Regions from separate parts of the Capra hircus genome. Here region 1 is linked to region 2. The links are chromatin contacts, called in public Hi-C maps. All regions are on one chromosome and are shown on one strand. The core of a region is the stretch at or near the end of the contact, and the rest is flanking DNA. Distances in the headings are between cores, read along the strand shown. Region 1 has its middle 43 kb from the start of PRPF4B. Region 2 holds the start of PXDC1 (PX domain-containing protein 1).

Region 1 (2,957 bases), core at 187-2,686, 61 kb after region 2:
GATTTAGAAGACGCAATTTTTTAGCGGTTCTAGATTTTTTTACAAATTACTGTCCTCTGTAGTGATGGGCAGTGAAGAAAACACAGGTTCCGCTTCTGTTTTTCTGTAGTTGCCTTCAAATTAGGCTTTCTCTCTGGCGGAAGCCTGTCCTGGGCGTTCTTTGTGGTAATTTAGATGTCTATGTGTATATCCGGGGAAAGACGCCTAGAACCCTTTGCTCCCTTGCCCATTTTTTGAGGGAGTTTAGTCTACTAGCCCAAATGTGGGATGTCTTAGGAGGTAGAAAAGCCACCTTTCAGATCAAGCAACGGTGAGGTTGACTTTCTCCCTCGAACCATGCAGTTCAGTTCAATCGCTCAGTTGTATCCGACTCTTTGCAACCCCATGGACTGCAGCACGCCAGGCTACCCTGTCCATCACCAACTCCCAGAGCTTACTCAGACTCATGTCCATCGAGTCGGTGATGCCATCCAACCGTCTCATCCTCGAACTATTAGGACATGACTTGTCGTGGCGCCTACCTGAGGCACCTCTTTCCCCAAATCGCAGACAGAGTTTCTGGAAGCTCATAGCTTCCAGAGTTTCTGCCTCCCTCATAGCTGTGAAACGGGAAGCCTTGTGCACTCAGCTGATATCATTTCAGTTTGGGGGTGGGAAGTAAGAGGGAGGAAACTTTTTAAAAGTTATGAAACGACTCCTGCACCCCACCCAGCTCCCTCGTGCACCTGCAATATTATTTGTTTTTTTAAGAGGATTAAGACCCATCCCCAACCAGACCTATCCATTCCTCCTTTGCTTTTTCCAAGAGCCCATTAGAACACAGGCCAAACCTTGGTCCCAGTCCGTATGCCAAAGACGGAACCCTTCCCTGCTCAGAAACAGCATCCCTCTTTCTTCCCTGTTGGTAACGAAGTGAGCTGCAAACTTCTCATTGTTAACATCCCTCCTTCTCCTCCTCACTTCAGCCACCTTTACTGCCTCTAAATCCTAGATGCCAGCCTTTGAGTAAAAGTCACTCCTTTTAAGGTCCTTTGCGCCACATTGGGCTCCCATCAGACCAGCATACCCTGCTCATGGGACCTTTGTGTGGCTTTGAGCAAGTGTGCCCAATGAGGCAATCGGTGGGTTGTTTCCAGGTTTTTATCTGGTGAGATAAGGGGACACGGATCAATTCCTCCCATGTCTCTATGGCTGCCTAGGAACCAGGGGCCCGGGACTGGCTTGGAAAGCCTGTGCAAAGCAGTATCTTCCCCAGAAAGGACATTCTGACCTGATGGGCCGCTCAGGGAGACTTGTCCTCTCTCTTGCCACCGGGGGACTGGGCGGTGGGGTCAGCGCTGGGGTCTGAGTGCCCGACGGGGATGGGCTGAGCAGACTGTTTGCAGGGGGGGCAGGGGCCCCGAGACCCTGCCTTGTGCACACAGGACCCCGTCTGGGGCTTGGAGTGGCTGACCCTGTGTCCTGTCGGGGTTCCCAGGAATTCCTTCCTGGGAACAGTGACCCCAGGAGCCCACACTTTCCTCACGACACTGGCCAGTCTTTGTCATCTCCTCCGAGTCTCTGGCACAGCTACACCCCGGGGTTCCACCAGCCACCAGTCCACAACCTCGGGTTTCAGATATGCAAACATTTAACCAGCAGATTAGGGGGTTCTGGTTTGACGTGTTAGTTTAGTCTTGTCTTCTTAAGGAAGTTAGGATTTTCAAGACAGCGCGTTCCTAAGTGTATCACCCACACAAGGTCACGGATAAAGCCTGTAGGATATAAGGTGATTTAGTCCAAGATAAACACTTTGAACTTCCAAACCCACTTTGTCTTCACACAATCATTTCAGCCTCCTTGCCAAAGAGTTCGTGGATAAGATGGATCATTCTGAACTGTGCTTCTGAGTGGAGATTCAAATCTCCTCATTCACACTGAAAAGTCTAAATACACCACGACTAATCTCAATTTCTATTGTAAGCGGCTATCGAAAAAAGAAAAAGGAAGTGAGATCAAAGTTTAAAAATGTTCAGGACAAAAAAGTGTGTGTTTGCAGCCTGTCTTTTTCCTTCAGGGTGTATATGATTTCACAGCAGAAGAATTTCTGCTGCAAGTCAGACTCAGTCCAGCCTTTGGAAACAGCGCCGACAGAGCTCTGGGGAGGAGGTCTCTCACCTACGAGGCCAGCCTTGAAGGATGAGCTGGCGGTTCTCAGACTCTTAGACCCGGTGACCATGAGTCCTGAGAGCACCTCCCAACCGTGAAGCCCCGCTAACCCCCACCCAAGACGTTCAGCTCAGTCGACCTCCAGGCGATTCTATTGCAAACAAGTCCTCTGTGGGGGAAAAGTCACTCCTAGCCCTACTGGTGGCAAGATGACCACTCTCAAGGCTTAATGCTGGGCTAACGAACCTCCAGGATAACCGTCAGTATCCTTGCCTCCCAGTAACCGCATCCTCGTGAGGTCCCTCCCATGAGAAATCAGGGCTGGGCCTGCATGACCCACAGAATATGCTGAAGCATAATGTACGCTTCATGATATATGAAGACAGTGTGGGACTTTCCAGGCCAGGCCGTGAAAGACATTGAAGCTTCCACCTACAACCCAGATTTCACAACAGCGGCACTGTGGCCACTTTGGACCAGCTAACTCTTCACTGTGGGGGCTGCTCTGTGCATTGCAAGGTGTTTAGTAGCATCCCTGGCCTCTACCCATTAGACAGCAGCAGCCTCTCCTGCTTGGCTGTAAAAATCAGAAGTGTCTCCAGGCACTGCTGAGCTGGCCCAAGTTGAAGACCTCTGACCTGGACTCAACTTGCTAGCTCTGGGGACAACAGGTCACCGGATATTGCGAGAGCGCTGCGGACAGGAACACATGGGGAGGAGCTGAGAGCCCCAGCTGACAGCTGATTCCATCTTGCCATCCCCTGGGGAAAGCCACCTGGAGAGGGACCAAGACACCAGAAGGCGGGGGG
Region 2 (2,842 bases), core at 20-2,519:
GAGGCCGCGTGGCACCTCGCACTCGAGCTGTCGGCCACCCGGCCACCGGGGACAGGGGAAGCGGCCCCGCGGGGTAGGGGGTGCCGCCAGACAGGGCGCGTCCCCCGCGGGACGCTTTCCTTAACTCTCTCCAAGGCTCTCGCAGCCCCTCCGGCCACGGTCGCAGGGGCTGGCCGGTGGCTCGCCCGTCCCGCCTGCCTCGGCCAGCACGCAGTCTGCCGCCCGCCCGCCAGTGCTCTTCACGGTTCGGGGGCGGGCGGAGGTCTGAGGATCCCTGTCCCGTGCCGGGGGGCCGTAGGGCGGCGATCCCGGCTTAACAAGCGCCCCTGCAAGCCCGCCCTCGCACTTTACACGAACCCACTCCTGCCTCCCACACCTCGAGGCCCTCGGTCCCCGAGCCCCCCGACACCCCCAGTCCCCCAGTCCCCCAGGCCGGGCCCGCGCCCACCTTGGCGCAGCGGCGCGCGCGCCAGCTCCGGCCGGTCCTCCGGGAAGGCGTCGCGGAGGCGCTGCCACAGGCGGCCCAGGTCGGCCAGGCTGCGGTGCAGATAGAGCACGCTGCGGTCCGACCACTCGGTGCGGATCTCGAAGAACTCCTCCTCGTCGCCGCGCCGGCTGACGACAAGCCGGCGGATGCCGTTCACCCAGCAGCCGCGCACGAACATGTTCACGAGCGACGTGCCCTCAAACACCGCCGAGGCCATGCCGCGGGCCGCGCATCCCCGGCCGGCAGGGGCACGCCCGCCCGGGCCGGAGTCCACCCGCGGCCGGGGTCCGCGCTGGGTCCGTCCGGGGCCGGGAGCTGTCTGCAGCCGGGATCTATTCCGGGCCAAGGTCTGTCCGGGGTCCTCCTGCGGCCGGAGTCTATCAGGGGCCGGGGTCCGTCCGAGGTCTCTCCAGAGTCGGAGCGATCCGGGATCTGTCCGGGGTCCGTCCGGGGCCGGGAGCCGTCTGCAGCCGGGATCTATCCCGGGTCGGGGTCCGTCTGAGGTCTGTCCAGAGCTGGAGCGATCCGGGGTTTCTCCGGGGTCCGGGTTCGCCCGAGTCCGGGGACGGGCCGAGGTCCTCCGTTAACCTGTCCGGAGGCCGGCTCGGTAGGGGCCCGCCCGGGGCCGGGGGCCGCGCGCTCTCGGGGGTGGCGCGGCCACAGGCTTATAAGGCGCTTCCCATCGCGGGCGGCGCGGTCCCGACGTCGAGGCCTAGGGCGCCTCCACCGTCCCCGCCTCCGGGCGGAGGGGTGGCCTGGCCGCCGCGCCCCGCGCCGCCTCCGGAGCCCGCGCCGCTGGGGCCGCGGGTCCCCAGGCCGCGGGGCGGAGCGGAAACCCGAGCGCCGGCCCCGCCTCCGCGCCCCGCCCGCCCGCCAGCCCCCTCCCCCGGCCCTAGCCGCCGGCCCGGCCCGGAAGAGCCTGGGCCGGGCCCCGGGTGGCCACTGTTCTCGTCTCGTTTCTCGATCTTGGGAAACTCTCGGGTCAGGGGCCTACGCGCCCGACCCGACCTGCGGGAGTGGAAGCTGAACTTACGCGCGGCGGGGCGCACCGCTCCGGGGACCCGGCGCCGGGACTGTCTGCGGGTTCCCGCCGCCCGCACGTCCTCCCCGGGCCGGGCCCGAGGCCGGAGCCGCCCGCCCCGCGTCCCCCGCGCATTCCAGCCGCGCCACTGCCCGGACGCGGCAGGGGACAGACGACGCGGCGGGCCCGCGCCGGCCCCCAGGGCCCCCACCCCCGGAAGGAGAGGGAACCGCTGCTCAGAAGCGGGCCGGGCCAGCGGTGGGAGAGGGCCCCAGGGAAGAGCGTCCCCGCCTGCGCGGGGCGCGTGCTGAGCCGAGGGGTTTCGAGAGTGGCCCCGGGGCAGCTGCCGGGGGGAGAACCGGGGGTCGCAGCCGCTCGCTCCGCAGGATGGTCCTCACTGGGAGGTAACTTCAAGCCGGGTAACTTCAAGCCAGAGTTCAAGACTCGGAAGTTAGTTCAGGCGTTGGAACTCGATTGCAGAGTGTCTTGGGCGACCTCACGTCGCCCGAGGCGGGGTGGACAGACCCAGGGCGAGGCCCTTCAGCGCTTTGCACTTCTAGAAAGTCTAAAGAAGCTCGGCAGAAACTGTGGGCCCCGAAGGCCGGTTGTCGGTCACGTGATGCAACTTGTCCGAGGGGTGTGTCCCCCACACCCCCAACACACTCCCAGCACACCTTACACGCAGTCAGGACTCCAGGTTTTGCTCAGCGGCTCCAGTGACTCGCCCAGATCAGATCGTCAGCTTTCGTCCAGGTTTTCATCCAAGTTTATCTTCACCTCCTGTTTGTCTTGTGAGCTGAGAAGAGAAGGTGTTTTCCACAGGCTGGCAACCCCCTAAAGTGGCAGCAGCCCGTCTGTGCTGGTGACTGAGGGGCTGACCATGGGGTCTGCAAGAGGTACCAGAGGGTGGAGGTGGGAGGCTGGGCCGAGTATCCCCCGCCCCCCCACCACAAAGCCCCACTGAGGCCTCCCGCCTCTGTGCCCTTTCCCGCTCTGCGGCTGGGCCGGGCAGCCTCTCTGCCACCAGAGCGCAGGAGCTTTTAGGAAGTCAAGTCACCCAGTCACAGCCGACTCTTTGCAGCTTCTCTAGCCAAGAGTACTGGAGTGGGGTGCCATTTCTTTCTCCACGGGATCTTCCAGACCCAGGCATTGAACCTGGGTCTCCCACATTGCGGGCAGACTCTTTACCCTCTGAGCCACCAGGGACGCCCAGGAGCTTTTATGCATCCAGCCAAATCTTTCCTGGGAGCAATCAGGTCTTGGTTTCCCTGTTGCCTAGGAGATCTAACTTCGCGAGGCAGCCCTTCAGCTGTGCCAGACACTCTGGTCACTGA

Evidence for each region. A called contact is a pair of places that touch in the nucleus more often than the background predicts.
Region 1: a Hi-C map of blood shows a contact between it and region 2, with 2.7 times the contacts expected there. The contact joins the enhancer-like site here to the promoter of PXDC1 in region 2. A contact is called at or near these places in 3 of 5 Hi-C or Micro-C datasets (all in blood).

What each region holds. Positions count from the first base shown.
Region 1 is chr23:15,514,100-15,517,056 of ARS1.2, forward strand. No RefSeq gene overlaps it. Among named protein-coding and RNA genes, the nearest start is that of PRPF4B, 43 kb to the right of the region's middle. Within about 2 kb of position 1,437, at least 2 of the 5 cell types and tissues checked have an H3K27ac peak or open chromatin away from gene starts, as enhancers often do.
Region 2 is chr23:15,453,615-15,456,456 of ARS1.2, forward strand. PXDC1 (PX domain-containing protein 1) reads right to left here and starts at 1,270. Exons shown (of 5, transcript XM_013974193.2): 1 at 449-1,270. The coding sequence starts at 704. LOC102172019 (translation initiation factor IF-2-like) reads left to right here and starts at 703. Exons shown (of 3, transcript XM_018038505.1): 1 at 703-834; 2 at 1,384-2,842. The coding sequence starts at 703. The coding sequence ends at 2,346.